3 separate regions of the Mus musculus genome follow, and all the other regions are linked to region 1. Evidence: chromatin contacts called from public Micro-C data. All regions are on one chromosome and are shown on one strand. The core of a region is the stretch at or near the end of the contact, and the rest is flanking DNA. Distances in the headings are between cores, read along the strand shown. Region 1 holds the start of 9130019P16Rik (RIKEN cDNA 9130019P16 gene). Region 2 overlaps Gm34358 (a long non-coding RNA gene). Region 3 has its middle 19 kb from the start of Tril.

Region 1 (3,056 bases), core at 368-2,867:
GAGACTGAATCCTGTTGCAATGTCCAGAGAAAAAGGATGCAAGAAGGACCACTTGTGCCATGAGACACTGGGTTCTTGAACACAACAACTTCATGATGTTTTCAGCCCCAAATAGCCCCACTCTGCAGACACCATCACTTTGAATCAAGCATTTAAAAAGCTGAATTAGTATATCCTCCAGAAACCGCCCAGCTTGTAAGATAAATGACTGGCCATGCAACTAGTTTGTGCTTTGGGGCTCCGTAGAAGACCTGGTGGGATTTCTACATGGCCATGGAAATAATTCTTCTCTGCAAATTGAGCTTTCCTTCCTTTTCGAACCAGAACACAAGTATGCCTAAGATGTGAGAGGCAGGAAATGCCAGCCTGAATTGCTGCACTTGGAGCAGCTGAGTGTACACAGGAGCCTCAGGCATAAATCTCCAGCATTCTCCAAGCTCTGGACAGCCGGACAGGGAAATGGGACAGACTCGCTTCACTCTAGATTTCAAACTGCCTTCTTCCCACTTCTGCCCCACCGGAAGCTACTTACCTCCCTGTGTTACCAGGATATTTTGTGCTCACCTATCTCTGAGAGCAAGCTTCTCTACCTCCCCCTCCCGCCCCCCAGCTCTCTCCACCCACACACCCACCCCTGCCTCTCAAGCCCAGGTCTGAATTGGGTGTCCCTCTGCTTTGTACACGTTGGATGTTCTCTTGGCTCCGTATTGTAAGTACCTGCTTGTGCTCATCGGGACAACCGGCTGTCCCATTCTCCTTTTGTCCCCTTGCATATACGCGCTGTCTGGGGCTTAGCGAGGGCTCAGAAATGTTTGTAATATATAGACGAGGTGGCGTGCAGGGGAACTCCAGCCCTTGGCCCCATTGTCCCCGTGGCTCACACTCGGGACTCTGTACCTGGGAGCTGCGCCGCCGCGCAGCCAGGACCGCCTCCTGGGTGCCAGAGCGACCCCGCCCTCTGGACCGCGTCCCCGTGCGCTGGGCGGCGAGGCTCCAGGGCGGCCGCCAGGAGCAGGTGGGGGCGGCGGCTCCGCCTCCGCGTCCCGGCAGCGCTTAAGCCCGGCTGGGAGCGAGCGAGGAGCGCAGAGTCCAGCTTAGCCGGGCGCGCAGAAGCAACGCCAGGCACTGTCTGCAGCCCAGCCGGGATCCTCGAGGCGACGGGGACGACGGAGACGACGGGGACGACGGAGACGACGGGGACAGCGGGGACGGAGGCGCCAGCTAAAGTCCAGTCGGCCGGGTTACGGCCAGCTGCAGGTAGCTGCTCTGCTCGCGTCCGGGCCCTGGGTTAAGTAAGTGGCCGATTGGGGTTGTCGCGGAGGGTATTGGGGACAGTCCCGAGGTAGAGTGGCCTCCCGCGTTGTCAAAGACGCTGGGTGAGTGAGAGTGCCCAGGACCCTCTCCAAACTGTAGTCCCCAGCCGCGACTACGTCTGGGAGCTGCTCCGTGCAGCCCTAGCGGCAACCACTCGCTCCCTGCCCGCCACGGGTCGGAAAGGGACCATGGCTACACCAGGTCACCTCAGGGCTCCCTGGTGACCTCCCAGGACAGCACTCTTCCGTTATCAGCTTCTGGCACGGAGGCCTCTTAGTCTGATGCCCCAAGGGGGCTCTGCTTCCCTTCCCCCACGTCACCCCCCACCCCTCCCCTGAGAACAAAAGGGCGGATCTTGCTTGTGTTGGGGATGTTAAGGAAGGGTCCCTGGCGATTAGGAGAGATCTGGGAACCTGCACAATCAGACAAGGACTGAGGATACTGGACCATTTCCCAGAAAGAAAGCCAATTCCTGAGGGAAAAAGTGACTTATCCAAGGTCACACAGTTCCTGGTGACAGAGTCGGGCCAGGAGCTGAGTCCTGACTCCCCGAGGCTTATCTGTAAGCCTGCCTAGGTCAGGAGCCAGAGAGTGTATGTGTCTGTCTATCCATTATCTCTAGCCATTTACATCTGGCCACAAATGGCCTTTAAAGTCCTTTGGAGGTGTGCGGGACTGGGTAATTGTGGCCATTCCCCCGGATACCTAGCCAGGAGCTCACGGGGAGCAAGCTTGGGAGAAGAACACGCTCTCCTGTAGGATGCCAGGCATCCATTCCCCTGTGGAAACAATGTCTTCTGTGTGCTTGGAGTGTCTGCCATGAGTGTGAGAACCTGAGTTGGGTAGATGTTCTGCCCAGAAACCCAGGAAGCCTGTCTAATGGCCTCAGGAAAAACCAGAAGTATCTCTGACACACACACAGTCTGGGGACTCTCTGAGGAAAGTTTCCAGTGGGACAGTGGTATTCCTCTTCTGTGCCTGGGGTCCTTGGATGTAAGTGAGAGCATTTGTTGGGCAGACTTGTGTGACTTTAAAAGCTTGTGTGCCTCACTGTCTTTGCCTTCGTCACCTCAGAGAGGGCCAGGAGAGGGTTTCTTGCTGCCAGTTAGTATTATAATCATCAGACACTCTAGCCTTGTTTTTAATGTTCACTCCTTTTACTTTCTATGTAAGTATTTTTCGGGCATGTATGTCTATGCACGACTCTGTGCCAGGAAACCCCTAGAGGTCAGAAGAGGGCACTGGATCCTCTGGACTAGAGTTAAGGATGTAATGTCCCTGAACCACTATGTGGGTGCTGGGAATGAGTCCTAGTGTTCTACAAGATCAGAGTTTCCACTGATAAACTACCTGTCCAGTCCCAGCCTTCTCCTAAAAGCTGTCCTCTCTAAACTGTAAAGTAGTGGTAGAGGTCAGAAGTGGACTGCCTTTGGGCTTCCTACTGGCCTGGGCAGACCTTCAAGGCACTTTAGGTCTAGACATGCTCCCCATACATAGAAACTCAGGAAGTTGTGTGCTTTAGACTTGTGCACATCACTTGGGGCTTTTTTTTTTTTTTTTTTTTTTTACTTCAATAACAACGTAAGTGGATATTTGATGCTGAAGGGCACTGGGCATGGCAGGGCACAGGCTGCTGAAGTCTGCCAGCTAATGTACTTTAGAGATGCATTTTAAAGCAAAACCAAATCAGGAAAACAGGGAGAAGGACAGGGGAGAGAAAACCAGTGGGGAAGTAGCAGGAA
Region 2 (3,056 bases), core at 304-2,803, 730 kb after region 1:
TGGTTTGTTCCTGGAGCCTCAAGCTACTACACACAGACACTCAGCTCCTCACCGATGACTGGAACAGGGCCCTCCCGCATCGCCTCTGTAGTCTTCATCAAACCTCTGAATTCCTCCAGTGTTTCTTTACTTTCCATGCAGTCAAGGCAACTGGTATCTTGCCTAACTCAAGGGAGTTAACAGACAAAATGAAGTGCTTGGTACTTAGTATGGCATTTCATGATTGACAGCTGTGATCGATACAGCCTACTCTTGTCGGCTAATGAGACTCTGATAATCTTTCCCCAGACAGGAAGCTGGGGTTTATTCTATCTCTGCTGTGACCAATGCTTTTATTCGGCTGAAAGGGTTGTCCTGGAGAAACTCCCACCATTTGGAGCAGTCTGGTACTTCTTTGTGACTAGACTGAGCAAGAATATTATAAGGCTAAGCAAGGTGGTGGTGGCACGTGCCTTTATCTATCTGATCTTTCTATCTGATCAAGGCTCAAGATCTCTTGGGGCCATGCAGCATGGGAGTCTAGAAAATTCTATCTCTGCAAGCACATAAGAAGGGGATAAACATATATATATTCCTTTGCAGCATCTGGTCTCAGAAGGCCTAAACCAATACCAGTCTATGTTGTCATGCTGACCTGGGGATCCTAGTGGTCCTGTTTGCCTGGGCACTCGTCACTATAAATCGAGGGTAAAAGAGTAAAAGATGGTTTGGGCTACTGGGTTGGGAGGTTGAAGAAACCCTGGAGCCTTTGTGTTAGCTGTGTCCTTGCCCTGGGATCACACACACACACATACACACTTTTGACTCCATATTTTTATACCTCTGCCAGGACACTATGGGGCACATTGTTGTTGGCAAGGTTTGACCTGTGGCTTCACAGCAGGTTAATCTGTCCCTACTAGCCAACAAGCAGGCAGGTGAGATCAGGGTGCTGTACCCATGATCTTTGAGGCCCCAATTTATCTCCTGGCTCCTTTTACACATAAGGTAGTGGCGGTGGTACCCTGTTCATGTGCGGGCCCGGAGAAGAAGGGAACGCAACATCCAAGGCCTCTCACAGGCCTTACCAAAAGGATCTTCCCAAAAGGCTTCCTAAGGAAAATATTAACAAAGGACAATAAATGTGAGTCTTCGATTACAGTTTCCCCGCTGCACGGATGCAGGGCTCAGCTGGAATCTGTGGATATTTTTAGGTTGTATAATGTAGCTCTACCTTTAATTTGCATAGCCATTTTTTCCCCTATTGAAGCCCTGTCATTTCAACCCGCTGAGTGCCAGTACATTTTGCTGCAGTGCAAATCTGCCAAAATCATCTTCCAGTTTTGTAAATGGTAAACTGAGGCTCTGAGAGGTAAATCAGCAGGTCAGGAAAGCTGGAAAGACAGAGGAGTCCCAGTAGGCCACTACTCTCCCTGCAGCTCATCTCAGCTGTGGGCAATGGCTGGGGCCTAATTCTTGGCTAATCTCTTCTGCCTCCACTGCCTGGGTGAGCTGAAGCTGAGGAGCAGGGAGTGGAGCCAGGGCCTGCCCCAGTGCAGGGAGGATGTCCAGGGCAGGGCTATGCTGCATTAGCATAACCATAGCATCCAGTTTTCTGGCAGCTCCCTGGCCTGTAGCTTGAGTCATGTAAATTGTTAGATTTGGTTTTAATTCATTTGCTGATGAATATCCCTCTCCAGAGGCCGAGAGGTGGGACAGCAAATCTCTTTTTAATTATTTGGGGGTATTACTTCTAAAGCCCTTTGAGCCAGGCTGGGACCAGAGGAAGCTTCTGCCTCTCTAGCGAGTGCCTAGGTTCCTCTACCATCATGTGCCCAATAAATCACCCAAGGGCCAGGCTGAGCCCAGTGGTTCTCTCCCACTCCTCCCCTCCTCTGTTGCTCCTGCTTCTCTTGCCTCAGATAGAAGAGATGATGGGCCCCTCTGCCTGCAGGCTTGGGTTGGATGGGAGTAGGGGGTGAAAGACCTGATGGTCAGTTGCCCACCGAGGAGCAGTACCCCTGGGGATGCAGCTTTCTAGTCACTTGATGTCATGACCATGTCATCCCTCAGCTGAAGTGTCTTCAGTGCCTCCTAACTTTCCCAGAGTAAGATGATGGGCCTTGCAGCGATATATAGAGCTGTGCATGAACACATCCTATGTCCCCCTAACCCCCGCCCCCTTCATTCTCCTCCCAGGCATTAATCTGCCAGATGCTATTTCAGTGACCCCAGGGCTCTGGCACTGGCCATTCTCTCAAAGATACTTCACTAGACACTTCTTTTTAAAAAAGATTACCTCCCATCTTTAAAGAATTATTTATTTATTATATGTAAGTACACTGTAGCTGTCTTCAGACACTCCAGAAGAGGGAGTCAGATCTCCTTATGGATGGTTGTGAGTCACCTTGTGTTTGCTAGGATTTGAACTCAGGACCTTCGGAAGAGCAGTTGGGTGCTCTTACCTGCTGAGCCATCTCACCAGCCCCTCACTGGACACTTCTTGCGCTTCTTTTCCCCTCTCCTTCTTCAAAGGTCACTTCATAGAGACACTCTTCAGCCATACTGGGCACTCCTCACACCTGCTTCCCTCTAGTCCTGTGCATTGTTTTATGGAAGGTCAGCTGCTTTGCTGAGAGAGTCCACTTCCTTTCTATTCCAGGTCTAGACAGTCCACGGCCGCCAGTTGACTAACACAGGGTTGTAGAAGCCTTGAGACATGTCCTTTGCTGTGATGTGGTTCTTGTGATACGGAGCAAATTGGTATTCTAATTATGATTAATGAGATCATGCTTTGACAGCACCAACTCCATCTTGAACTTCTAACAAAAGCTCTAACGGAGCCAAATGGGTGGCTAATAGTCACCCTGACAACTGGCTGACAGCCACATTGGCAACTGTGCATCCATATGTAAATGACACTGTCCGTACCTGGGCCTTTCCCCTGAAATGGACATCCAAGAGCTCAGATAATACTTTCTATGGCTATAAATACAAACACCGTCAGACTGAGTGCCTGACCCGAGACCCTGCCCCAGTGAACTTCTCCATCTCTATCCTTGGCACTATGGCGACAC
Region 3 (3,056 bases), core at 202-2,701, 630 kb before region 1:
GAAGGACGTCTAGGAGAGGGAGACAGAGAAGAGAAGGTCCTCATTAGCTGTGATGGACCAGGAGCATGTACCTGAAGTGGAGCAGACCCTGAGGACAGGCTGATGGAACAGAAATAACCTGGGGAGACCCAAACTGCAAGTCCTCGGCAAGCATAGCTGGGGAATTAACAGTCTAGCACTAGAAAACTAGATGAGGGGAAATTCCCCTAGTAATTGTGCCAAAGCCAAATAAATCATTGCCTGAGTCTCATTCACTTGGAAGCTAACAGGGATAGAAAGAATTCAAATACTCTACATATATATATTAACATACAGAAATACCAAAATGTGTTTACGTATTCTATTCTTTTGTTTCCACTGAAAAATACTGCTATAAACATTTTTGTACATACTATTTGCTATGCATGTGTACAAGAGTGCCATTGCTATATTAGTAGAGCACAGAATATAGTATTCTATTTTTTAGTAGAGCACAGAATATAGAATATAGTATTCTATTTTTTAGTATAGCTGCAGCCTTAGTACAGGGCAGGGCTGGAGCAGATGTGGATTGCAGTCTGAAACAGTGTGTGGTCCTGGGAGGGAACACTGATGCAATATGGAAAAGTCTGGGATTTAGTTCATAGCAGTTTGTCACTGACTTTTGTAATTTTGAAAAATGTACATAGTTTATAAGATGCCAACATTAGAAGGAACCAAGTGAGCAGAAGCAGATGAGACCTCACTATATGATTTTGAACCTTACACGAAAGTCTAAAGTGATTCCAAAATTAAGAGATTTTCTTAGCATGGACTTCACTAAGAATTACTGGATTTGAGCAAGCAAACAGCGTTGAAGAGCTAACAGGGCTCCCAGCTTTCTGAGTCGAATGTCTGTGTCTGTGTTTAGGAGACTCGGATTCATTATCTTTGCACAGAACCTGGTACTGAGTCCATCTCATCCTGATGGGACAAGGTAGAAGCCTGGCGAACCAGGATTTACACAGTTCTGTCACCACTCACCAACTGTCTAATCATTGAGGTGTAACATTTATAAAATGAGTAATGAAGTAATGGAGTTCTAGAGACCCCAAGATTCTCAAAGACGGTATCACCAAAAACCTAGTGCAGGACTCCTACGGCTTTGTGTTTAGCTGACCCAAACACCTCACAGTCAGTTGGACTATTTCCTGTAAATGATAATGGTGACAATGGGGACTATTGTTCTTGACATCAGCTACACCCTTGGTCTCTTTGGAAGACAGAGACCAAAGGTATAGGAAATAAAGTCTCAAGTTCTCCCTTTCTTAAGGGACTACACTAGCTTGCCCATTTGAAAACAGTTGCCAACTTCCTTGCCCTTCCTGTGTTAAAAAAAAGTTAGAGTTGGCATTTCCACAGGCTGCTGTACTGAGAGACAGCTACTGACTGCCTGTAGAGAGCCCCCACCCCCAACCCCGAGCTCTACTGTGATGTGTGTGTAAACCCTTTCTGGGTGGCCCCATTTCTAGCTAGCTACCCAGTGCAGGCTCCTGAATGGCTTGGATCCTTTCTATGTGCCCTACTTTCTGACCAGCCACCCTGTGCAGGCTCTGTAACTGCTGGGGTGCTCGGTGAAATCCCTTTTCTACCAGGGGCAGGAAGCTGTGAAGGCAAAATATGAATACTTTCCAGAATTATGTTTTACAGGAAACAGAGGGACAGTGAAATGCTCTGTTCTGGGTCCTGAGAGTTCCGTCTCATTGTAATGTGATCATCCACCCCTAATCTTGGCTGGTGCTGAAGCAGGGAGTCACCGCGTGCCAGCACCCTGGGTCTGATGAAATAATGTGAATAGCTTAGGATGTTTCCAAGCCTTGGGAATAAGGTCATGGAAAAGGCACTGGTGTGGGGGTTGGGGAGGGTGAATCGAAATGGAAATAGGGAAGGACTGAGGCCACTCTGCTGCAACAGAAGAAGGAGGGGCTTTACGGAAGGGCTGACCACAGGAGCTAGGTCAAGGCCAAAGAGAGAGAAACTGTGGCTCATTCTTTGGAAGATGTTAGCCATTCTGCAGTGACTCACTGCTAGGCCAGCTCTTAACCCTTCATCCTGGAGGAACTAATGCTAACGGATAAACAATAAGGAAGAGAACACATCACAAAAGGAGCTGCTGAGTAAGAAAACTGGGAATTGCTGGGGTGATCCAGGGGGAATCTTTGAAGCAAGAAGTAGAGCCACCCAGAACTACAGCAGTCCCTGGCTTGCTTCAGTCTCAGTCTCTGCTCCCCGAATCCCACCTCCAATGCTCTGGGTGCATGGCTGAGCAGAGTGGCCCCAAACTCCCTGTGCTCGCCCTCCTGAGCTCCAGCACAGCAGCTGCTGCTGCTGTTCAACTCTAAGAGGTTCCACTATGCCCACCTCAGAAAGGGAGTTGACATCCTGGTGTGGTCCTGAAGTCAGCCCCATGAATCTAGGCTTACAGCTCTTCCCGAAGTGTTGAAAGAGGAGGTAATTCTCACAGCAAGAAATGGGGCCTATAGAGGCCCTCAAAGACCACACACTGTTGGTATCAGGACCTCTGAAACCCGTGACATCACATAGGTTCGACCCACACACCTGTTGCCAAGGCAAGAGCCACCATATTCCCAGAATCCACTTGGCTCACCTCCTATCTTTACCTGTGACTATGTCACCATCCATATATAAAAAAAGCCCCCTTCCATATCTCTCTCTCTCTCTCTCTCTCTTTCCCCATTCTCTTTCCGAGGCCACCTTGCCCTTCTCTCTCTCAATAAACCTCATGTGGAACTGTTTGACCTGGTGTGGTCTTTCTGAAGCCGCAGGAAAATCACACAACACACCACATACCACACACCACACACCACACACCACATGTGGAAAACGCCCCTCCCAGCAAATTCAGAAAGCAGTTCCTTAGTCATCTTCTTTGGTGGCTCCTTCATTCACTAGTTTTAATTCATCTGCTTGGATACTGGGATTCTGACAAACAGGAAAAGACCATGAAGGAGGCTAATAATGGCTGCCCTTCTGTAAGGCCCTAGCTCTCCTGTAGCAGCTTAGTGGCCTTAGCCCTT

Evidence for each region. Hi-C and Micro-C count contacts between places; a contact is called where the count stands out from the background.
Region 2: a Micro-C map of embryonic stem cells shows a contact between it and region 1, with 4 times the contacts expected there. The contact joins the enhancer-like site here to the promoter of 9130019P16Rik in region 1. A contact is called at or near these places in 4 of 39 promoter capture datasets (the HPC-7 cell line, HPC-7-derived erythroid cells, cranial neural crest and 2 more) and 1 of 484 Hi-C or Micro-C datasets (embryonic stem cells).
Region 3: a Micro-C map of embryonic stem cells shows a contact between it and region 1, with 5 times the contacts expected there. The contact joins the enhancer-like site here to the promoter of 9130019P16Rik in region 1. A contact is called at or near these places in 1 of 484 Hi-C or Micro-C datasets (embryonic stem cells) and 1 of 9 other capture datasets (liver).

Annotation. Positions count from the first base shown.
Region 1 is chr6:54,428,604-54,431,659 of GRCm38.p6, forward strand. 9130019P16Rik (RIKEN cDNA 9130019P16 gene) reads right to left here and starts at 1,618. Exons shown (of 14, transcript NR_033635.1): 1 at 718-1,618. It overlaps Wipf3 (WAS/WASL interacting protein family, member 3), which reads left to right and starts at 1,083. Exons shown (of 9, transcript NM_001167860.2): 1 at 1,083-1,257.
Region 2 is chr6:55,157,913-55,160,968 of GRCm38.p6, forward strand. The region is part of intron 1 of Gm34358 (a long non-coding RNA gene); the gene reads left to right. Among named protein-coding and RNA genes, the nearest start is that of Gm34358, 5.0 kb to the left of the region's middle. Within about 2 kb of position 1,554, at least 9 of the 459 cell types and tissues checked have an H3K27ac peak or open chromatin away from gene starts, as enhancers often do. A contact at or near this core is called in embryonic stem cells, where this site is marked.
Region 3 is chr6:53,800,225-53,803,280 of GRCm38.p6, forward strand. No RefSeq gene overlaps it. Among named protein-coding and RNA genes, the nearest start is that of Tril, 19 kb to the right of the region's middle. Within about 2 kb of position 1,452, at least 84 of the 459 cell types and tissues checked have an H3K27ac peak or open chromatin away from gene starts, as enhancers often do. A contact at or near this core is called in embryonic stem cells, where this site is marked.